2 separate regions of the Sus scrofa genome follow, and region 2 is linked to region 1. Evidence: chromatin contacts called from public HiChIP or PLAC-seq data. All regions are on one chromosome and are shown on one strand. The core of a region is the stretch at or near the end of the contact, and the rest is flanking DNA. Distances in the headings are between cores, read along the strand shown. Region 1 overlaps SLC12A3 (solute carrier family 12 member 3). Region 2 has its middle 31 kb from the start of NLRC5.

Region 1 (4,374 bases), core at 1,568-4,067:
GCCCCACCCCATCCATGCTCCAGTCAGGAGGGCACGATGCTCTGGGAGGTGGGGATCCTGCAGTGCAGGAGCTGGAGGCATCCTGTGGGCATTTGTGAGGGGCACAGGGGAGTTTTTAAGGGAGCAGCTCCCACCCCCCAGTGCAAACTGAAGTCCCAGGAAGAGAAGCTGGGAGCAGGGTGGGGTACATCAGCACGGCACATCCAGGGCCCCTGCTCCTGGTAGACCTGCCTGAAAATTGGAGTCTCAGCATCAGGAGGGCCCCTTGCGGTTCTCCGGGCCGGTCTCCCCTGTGCTCACCTGCAGCAGGGGCTTCCTGTCACCGTGTGCCCAGCCCGGGTGATGGTCAGCCCCCCTTCCCAGGGCAGCTCACTGTGTTTTCAGACCGACTGCAGCCTGCGAGTATGTTCCACTCCCGTGTGACCTGCCCCTCTGCTTTGGCAGCGGACCCCGAGGCCCTGGTGCGGGAGGAGCAGGCCAGCACCGTCTTCCAGTCGGAGCAGGGCAAGAAGACCATCGACATCTACTGGCTGTTTGATGATGGAGGTCAGCGCCGGCCGCCGGCTCCCCTCCCCCGCCGTCCCCCCCCCCCCAACTCTCCTCTCTCTGCCGCCCTTCCTGATCGCTCTTGACAAGGCCTCTGGTGAGACCTCGGAGCCCAGCAAAGAGGAGGCTGGCTTCACCCCTCCCTTGTCAACTGTCAACTGCAGGATTTATGGGAGCCGCTGAGGTCAGCGTGAGGGGGAAGCTTCAGACGAGACAGGCCTTTGGGGTCGCAGGCACATGACATAAATGGGAGAGATGGGCCAGTGCCCAGGACAGCCGCAGGAGTAGTCTTTGTTTCCCAAAGAAAACATTCTCTCCCATTTTTCTTAAAACATGACTCAGCTTTCTTGTTCCCACTCTTGATAGGGTCCTAGATATAAAGAAAACATCACGCACCAGCAGGATGTATCCTATTAATGGGAGATAATGTAGATGGAGCAGTTACTCCAGCTTGACACTGTTTGCCTGGCTTAACCTAATGCAGTCCCCAGGTAGGAACTATTATTTACAAGCAAGCAAACGGAGGCCCAGAGCGGTGAGGTCTTTGTGAATGACACGGTGATAAGGACAGTGATTTAGATTTAAAGTGAAATCCCCCAATTATGCAATGCCAGCTCGCTTCTTTAAAAGCATCATGCAGGCCAAATAAACCCCAGCCCAGAGAGCCCTGTGTGCCATTCTGGTTTAGTCTGGGTCACTCATCATAGGGGTGGGCAAACTGAGGTCCAGAGAGGGGCAAGGGCTTGCTCGGGGCAGAGTGGGGTGGGAACCCAGAGAGGGCTGCATCCTGCGGGCATTTTTCTCCTGTCTCATGGGACCCTCCTTGCCAGGCCTCACCCTCCTGGTCCCCTATCTCCTCGGCCGGAAGAAGCGATGGAGTAAATGCAGGATCCGCGTGTTCGTTGGGGGCCAGATCAACAGGATGGACCAGGAAAGAAAGGCGTAAGTGGGGAGCGCCATGTGGGTCCACAGGACCAGCGCCATCCGGTGACACCACATCGAGCCGCCCCCTCTGCCCTCCGCTGCTGCCCCAGGGCTCGCCTCGCTCAGGGTGCAGTGGTGGTGAGGGAGCTCTGGGCAAGAGCAGCTTTCTCTCCATTGCAGAAGCTGTTTTGGTGTCCTGACCTCTTCAATAACATGCACAAAGGAGTTCCCGCTGTGGCTCAGGAGTAATGAATCTGACTAGTTAGTATCCGTGAGGATGCAGGTTCAATCCCTGGCCTTGCTCAGTGGGTTCACTCTCCGCCATTGCCGTGAGCTGTGGTGCAGGTGGCAGACCCGGCTCAGAACTGGCATTGCTGTGGTGATGCTGCTCCGATTCAACTCCTAGCCAGGGCACTTCCAGATGCTGTGGGTGTGGCCCTACAAAAGGAAAAAAAAAAAATGAAAAACAAAAACCGCATTCCCTAGTCCTCACCATGACCAGGAGGGTTGTCAAATTATAAAACCACAAATCTCAAGGAGAACCTTGGGTGAAATAAAGGATGGAGAAGGCCCCTCCTCCTCAGAAATGAGGCAGAGCTTAGGCTCCTTCAGGGCACTGTCTCCCCTCCCCCAAGCTTGGAGTACTATCCATGGTGAGACCAGAGGTGACTTCGGTGGCCAGAATAAAGGGCAGCAAATCCCACAGAATCTCTTGGTGAGAAATGACTTAATTCTCCTGTGGCTGGTTCTCTGTCTAGACAGGAGAGGGCCAGCCTGGCTTGAGTGCTTGACAGGCAATGGCATCCACCAGAATTTAGTGACATTTGTTTACTGGTTTTATTGGTCGCATCTTTCTGGCAGGAGATGCTGATTTTCTGTTTGTATTGTGATATGATATTTCCTTTCAAGATGTATCTAAGTAAGAATGAGAGTTGTAAGTTCCCACTGTGGCTCAGTGGTAGCAGACCTGACTAGTATCCATGAGGACACAGATTTGATTCCCTGGCCTCACTCAGTGGGTTAAGGATCCGGCATTGCCATGAGCTGTGGTGTAGGTTGTAGAAGTGGCTCGGATCCTGCGTGGATCTGTGGCTGTGGCTGAGGCTGGCAGCTGCAGCTCTGATTCGACCTCTAGCCTGAGAACTTCCATATGTTGCAGGTGTGGCCCTAAAAACGCCACAAAAAAAGAATGTGAGTTGACTTAAGTTGAGAAGGAAGTAAATAGTAAGGCAGAACACAGTTGTGCTGCTGGCAGGAGTCACCTGTGTGCCTAGAGCTGGTACCTGCTACTTCAGGCCAGCTCAAGTGAAGTGAAAGGTTGTAGGATGGAGGGACCACTAGAGGGCGCAAATGGGCTGGGAAGGATGGGGTGTACCTTGCCTCAAATCATGTAACAATTAGCCAAAGAGAAAACCCTGCCCAGCCTTTGGTGCTCGCCATGACATCCCAGAGTCGGGAGCCTGTGGCCTGTGGCACCCTAGTCCTTTGCTAGGACCACATCCCCCCACCTGCTCTGAGTCGCCCCCTGCATGAGTTAGGGGTGACCAGCAATCCCATCTTGGGTCCTTGCCCCCGCTGAGAACTTCTCTACTGAAGGACCCTTCTCAGCCATGCCTGGGAGCGTTGCCTGGGAAACATAGTATCTGCTTCTTTGTGTCCTCAAAAGGCAAATACGCGTGAAGGCTGCTTTGCCCTCCCTCTCAGCTTCCTGTTCTAGCTCCACTTGAAAGCTGGACTCAGCCAGTTTGGTTTCGTTCAAGGCTGCGGCACTGTGTGTCATGGGTTGTCTCTCAAGTAGAGGTTGTGAAATCTCTGCCTTCCAGCTGATTCTTGACCCGGCCACATCCTCTGCCTTCCTAGTGACCCCAGGCCCGTGCTGCCTCCTGCCCAGGCCCTTCCTGGGCCTGGCACCTCCGGGCTGCACACCAAGACATGTGCCCACAGCTCTGCTTTCCTGATTTTACTCCCAAGTTCAGGGACCAGCGGTGGCTTGACAGATGGGCCCCAGCCTGGTCCTTCGGGCTTATCTCCTTTTTCCGTCCCTTGCATGCCCCGCACCCTCCCAGGCAGCTCTTCACTGCTCCGGCTCCATCCCTGAACCCCTGTGTCTTAGCTTATTTGGACCACTCTCCTGGGGTGCTTACTCCCCACCAACTAGTCCTGGGGCATCACCAAAGCTATGTCCTGCCCAGGGACTCTGAGGCAGTGGGTGGGCTAGGGACGAGGCAGGCGTGTTGTTTAGAAGGTTCTTTGGGTGATTCCAATGTGGACACCCCTGTCGACCCTCTCTGGCCTGTAATAGTCTTAGCCACTATTCACTATTCAGCCAGATCACCACCTCCTCTGTGAAGCCTTCCCTGACTGCCGCAAACCAAAGGTGGCATCTCTTCCCTGTGGGGGTAAAGTCAGGGCCAGCTGGCTTGCTGCTCCTGATTCTATACTTAGTTCATGTCTGTTATCTGTTTCCTCAGCCACCCTGAGGACCTTGCTGCAGTGTAACACCCATTCTTTTTTTTTCTTTTTATTACAGTTGATTTACAGTGTTGTGTCATTTTCATACAGCATCATGATCCAGTCATGCATCTATATACACATCTTTTTCTCATACTATCTTCCATCATGTTCTATCCCAAGAGATTGGATGTAGTCCCCTGTGCTGTACAGTAGGACTTCATTGCTTATCCATTCCTTTTTTATTTATATATATAGATATATATATTTTTTTGTCCTTTTAGGGCTGTACCTGTGGCATATGGAGGTTCCCAGGCCAGGGGTCTAATCAGAGCTACAGCTGCCGGCCTACACCACAGCCATAGCAACGCCAGATCCGAGCCGAGTCTTTGACCTACACCACAGCTCATGGCAACGCGGATCCTTAACCCACTGAGTGAGGCCAGGGATCAA
Region 2 (4,323 bases), core at 955-3,454, 69 kb after region 1:
AAGCAAACCGTATGTAACCACCACTCAACTTCAGCAGTCTTCACCCCAGCCCAGCCCAGTTTCATCCCCGAAGCACCTCATTCTGAAACAAAAGAGAAACAGACATCATGGCATCTCGGCTGAAATATTTTAGAATGTACTAAAAGAAGGAGTCTTTGATAAAAATATATAACCATTGGCATAACTTTAAACATTTTAACAGTAATGTCAAATCTCCACAGACTATTCTGGCTGAATTATTTTAATCTCGTAAATAATAGGTGAATACAGGGGTGTCATTTTGTTACTTGCTTTTTGCATTTGCAAGTCGTTTTCTCACCCCTGGGGGCCAGGACCTGGAGTTGGCTGGCCTGGGCTGGCCTTTTGGGAAGAGGCAGGGAAGCTACCCCCTGCCCCCCTTCAGCCCTAGGCTCCCAAACTGGAGGATGGCAGGTGGGATGTACCTGGAGCCTCATCCCTCCAAATTGCTTTTTTTTTTTTTCTAAGAAGCAATAAGCGCAGCAAAGCACTAGGCTTGGTCTCTTCGTGGAGAACAGAAGGGAGAGGTAAAGCTGATGATTTCATGGCGCCTCCAGGCTCCCCATCCTTACTGAACCCCAGCGCCGGCTGGCCAATGATTATGCCCACCTGCCTTGCCTCCAAAGCACAGCGGCAGCTTGACTGATGCCTAGGGTGGGAGGTGGACAGACCAGGCCTCTTGGCACCTTGAATTTACTTGCTGATCACCGGCTGTTTTATCCCTGAGAACCTCGGTTCCTCATCTGTGCCATGGGGACGATAAGAGGTCCTTCAGAGCGTGTTTGGTGGGTTGGAGGAGATGAGGTGTGCCCAGTGTATGGTTCACCTCAAGGTACCACGCAAGCATGAGTGCTGGGTCCTTGATGAAGGCAGGCAAGCAGAAGGGGAAAATTCTTTGGCAGAGTTTCGTGATACGCTTGGCCTTATTCCTGGCCGAGATGCAGAGGTGACTGGATGTTTGGAGGGCCAAGTCAGTGTCCTTACACCCAACATATATTCCTGCTTCTCTCAGGAAAACTCAGCAAAACTACTGAGGGTGTCTTTTCCCGTCTGTCGTGGATTGAATTGTGTCCCTGAAAAAGATGTGTTGCAGTCCTAACCCCTCTACCCGAGAATGTACCTTTATTCCGAAATAGGGATGTAAGTCGTTAAAATGAAGTCATATGAGAGTGGGGCCCTTAATTCAGTATGACTGGTGTCCTTTCTATGAGAAGAGCCCAGCCCAGGAAGGTAGACACAGGCGGGGAGAAGACAGCCACGTGACCCAGAGGCAGACACTGGAATGAGGCAGCTACCTTCCCAGTAAGGAAGTCCCACAAGTGCCCACACCCACCAGAAACCAGAAGAGGCGAGGCAGGGTCCGAGCCTAGAGGCTTTGGAGGGAACGCGGCCCTCCAGACACCTTGATTTCAGACATCTGGCCTCCAGCCCTGTGGGGGAATGCGTTTCTCCTTTTAACCCGCCCAGTTTGTGGTTCCTTGTTGCAGCGGAAGCAAAGCTAAGGAACCAGTCGACCCTCCCAGAATCTCTCCTCTGCTTTCCACAGGGAGTTGGAGGCCTAACGATTAAGCAAACTAAGACAGGTGCAAATACTTTGTAACCTCTGAGGATGCACACTACTGGTTTTCTGTACCGGCTCTATTTTTTCGTAGCTGTTGTGTTGGCTGGTAGCCCGATGTCTACCTTGGCGGCAGCTCAGGCTGAGAGCCAAACACCCTGACGATCGGAGAAGGAAAAAAAAAAAAAATCTGCGAAATGGATCAGTCTGGTGGTGGGTTCGGGCTGTCTGAGAAGCGAAGGCTTTGGTTCCTGAGACCTTGCTGGTTGCATATGTGTCTGCCATCCACTGCCCTGAAAGCCAGGCGGAAGTGATGAGGCAGCCAAGTACTTGGTCATACGTGGGGCTTGTCCCCTTTAGAATAAGCATGATTGTGTAACCTCCATGCTGTCAGGGGTTTCCTAGATCCTTGAGAGCTGGGCGACATTGTCGTGAACGGCCATTCTGCTCCTTTGGTATTCTCAAGCTCTCTGCAGATCTGGGGGGTGGAGGTGGCTGTACACTTAGTTCTTGTGGCCACCGCTGACCCCCGACTCTTTTGCTCTGCAGTCATCCTCTCTCCTAACAGACCAGGGTATGAAACCAGTAGGTTTCCTGGAGTGTGAAGGGGAGAGGCCTGAGGAAGCATGAGATCACTTGTTTATCCTGCCTATTTCAATCCTGATTCTTTCTGATGGGACTCCTGTTCCATCCTGTGAGTCACTCCAAAGTCTTCTGCTAGAGCTTCTCCCAGTGGCTCAGTGGGTTAAGAATCTGACTGCAACAGCTTGGGTTGCTGCAGAGGCATGGGTTTGATCACTGGCCTGGGAAGTTCCATATGCCACAAGTGCAGCCATAAAAAAAAAAAAAAAAATTAACAAAGTCTTCTGCTGAATTCCCAGAATTTTAGAGCCCTCTGGCTGGAATGCTCTAGCGTCAAAGGAAATGGTTTAAGGAACCCAAGGGAAAATTAAGTTTCATTCAGATGACCTCTATTCTCAGTTTGGTTTCTTTCTTCCAGTCTTTTTGTTTCTGTTTTTCGCTTTTTAGGGCAGAACCCATGGCACATGGACGTTCTCAGGCTAGGAGTCGAATCAGAGCTACAGCTGCTGGCCTACACCACAGCCACAGCAACTCAGGATCCGAGCTGTGTCTGTGACCTACATCACAGCTCATGCCAATGCGCGATCCCCGACCCACTGAGCAAGGCCAGGGACCGAACCAGCATCCTCAAGGATACTAGTCAGTTTCGTTTCCACTGCACCACAACAGGAACTCCCTCTTTCTTCTCGTCTTTTTTTCTATGTGTTATATTCCTATTTTTTAATTGACTTATAAAAGCTAAAATGGAATTATACTTTTTAAATATTATGGAATTATATATTAAAGGAAAACTAAATGCAATATCATTTTTCAGTGGTTTAATTTTTAGTATCTAGTACATCCACATAATAAAATAATATAAAACATGCAAAAAAAGAGTATGTAATGAGAAGTAAGTCTCCTGGCCCCCTGATATCCCTTCCTGAAAACAACCAGTGTTATCAGGTTCTTACGTTTCCTTCCTTAAGATAGTCCAGGTGAGCCTTTACAAGTATATATCTATATATGCATCCCCTTCTCACAAGGATAGTATGCTGTATTTAGTGGGTTTTATCTTGATTTTTAAAATTTAATGTAATTTGGAAATCTTTCCACATCAAAACAAAACCAAAAAAAAAAAAAACTGCCCTTTTCTCTTTTTTCAGGTCTGCATAATATTTCAGGGCATGGTTGTTCCATAATTGATTTAAATATGATTGGGCATTTAGGTTGTTTTCCTGTCTCTTGTTATCCCAATCAGTGCTATTACACATGTCCGTTCAAGCATCCTTTTTGCCTATGAGAGTAAATCTTTAGGGAGAACAGCCAGGAGTGCATATGCAAGTGTAAGGGGAAAATAGGCAGTTTGAACTTTTTTATAAATTTGGCAAATTATCCTCCTTAAGTGTTGTAGTAAGTTTCACTCGCATCAGCCATGTGTGAGGAGGCCGGCTTCCCACCCCCTCAAAACACATGTGTTATTAAACTTTTCCACAGTGGCTGATCTGGTATTCAAATAATGGTGGGTTTTTTTTTGTTTGTTTGTTTAGTTTCATTTTCATTTCTCTTATCAATGATTTTGGGCATCTTTTCAAATATTTAAGGGTCACTTGTAGTTTCTTTTTCACAAACTATCCATATCCTTTGCCTGCTTTTCCCTTGGGTTGTTGGTCTTATTCCTCTTGACTGTAAAAGCACCTTATATACTAAGGAAATTAGCTCTTTGTCTGTAATATAAATACATGTCATCTTAACTGACTACATAGTTGGCCAAAGAATGGCTGAACCATAATCTTTGTCAAACATTTATTTATTTTTTATTTATTTATTTTGTCTTTTTTTGCTTTTCTTGGGCCACTCCCGTGGCATATGGAGGTTCCCAGGCTGGGGGTTGAATCAGAGCTGTAGCCACTGGCCTACACCAGAGCCACAGCAACGCGGGATCCGAGCCGAGTCTGCAACCTACACCACAGCTCAAGGCAACGCCGGATCCTTAACCCACTGAGCAAGGGCAGGGACCAGACCTGCAACCTCATGGTTGCTAGTCGGATTCGTTAACCACTGCGCCATGACGGGAACTCCAATGCCGAGTAGTTATGTTGTGAGCCGCACGGGAAGTCCTTGTCAAACATTTAAATTGAGTCTTGTTTTTTCCTAGTACACGTAGATGGTTTCCTCTGTTTTAT

Evidence for each region. HiChIP or PLAC-seq counts read pairs in DNA pulled down with a chosen protein or histone mark.
Region 2: a contact with region 1 is called in an H3K27ac HiChIP or PLAC-seq map of alveolar macrophages. The contact joins two enhancer-like sites. A contact is called at or near these places in 1 of 5 promoter capture datasets (fetal skeletal muscle) and 2 of 2 datasets of contacts at active chromatin or transcription factors (alveolar macrophages and skeletal muscle).

The regions. Positions count from the first base shown.
Region 1 is chr6:18,868,769-18,873,142 of Sscrofa11.1, forward strand. SLC12A3 (solute carrier family 12 member 3) reads left to right here. Exons shown (of 26, transcript XM_021093898.1): 21 at 445-546; 22 at 1,377-1,488. Among named protein-coding and RNA genes, the nearest start is that of SLC12A3, 26 kb to the left of the region's middle. Within about 2 kb of position 2,818, at least 37 of the 83 cell types and tissues checked have an H3K27ac peak or open chromatin away from gene starts, as enhancers often do. A contact at or near this core is called in alveolar macrophages, where this site is marked.
Region 2 is chr6:18,938,282-18,942,604 of Sscrofa11.1, forward strand. It overlaps a transcript of NLRC5 not described here. Among named protein-coding and RNA genes, the nearest start is that of NLRC5, 31 kb to the right of the region's middle. Within about 2 kb of position 2,205, at least 16 of the 83 cell types and tissues checked have an H3K27ac peak or open chromatin away from gene starts, as enhancers often do. A contact at or near this core is called in alveolar macrophages, where this site is marked.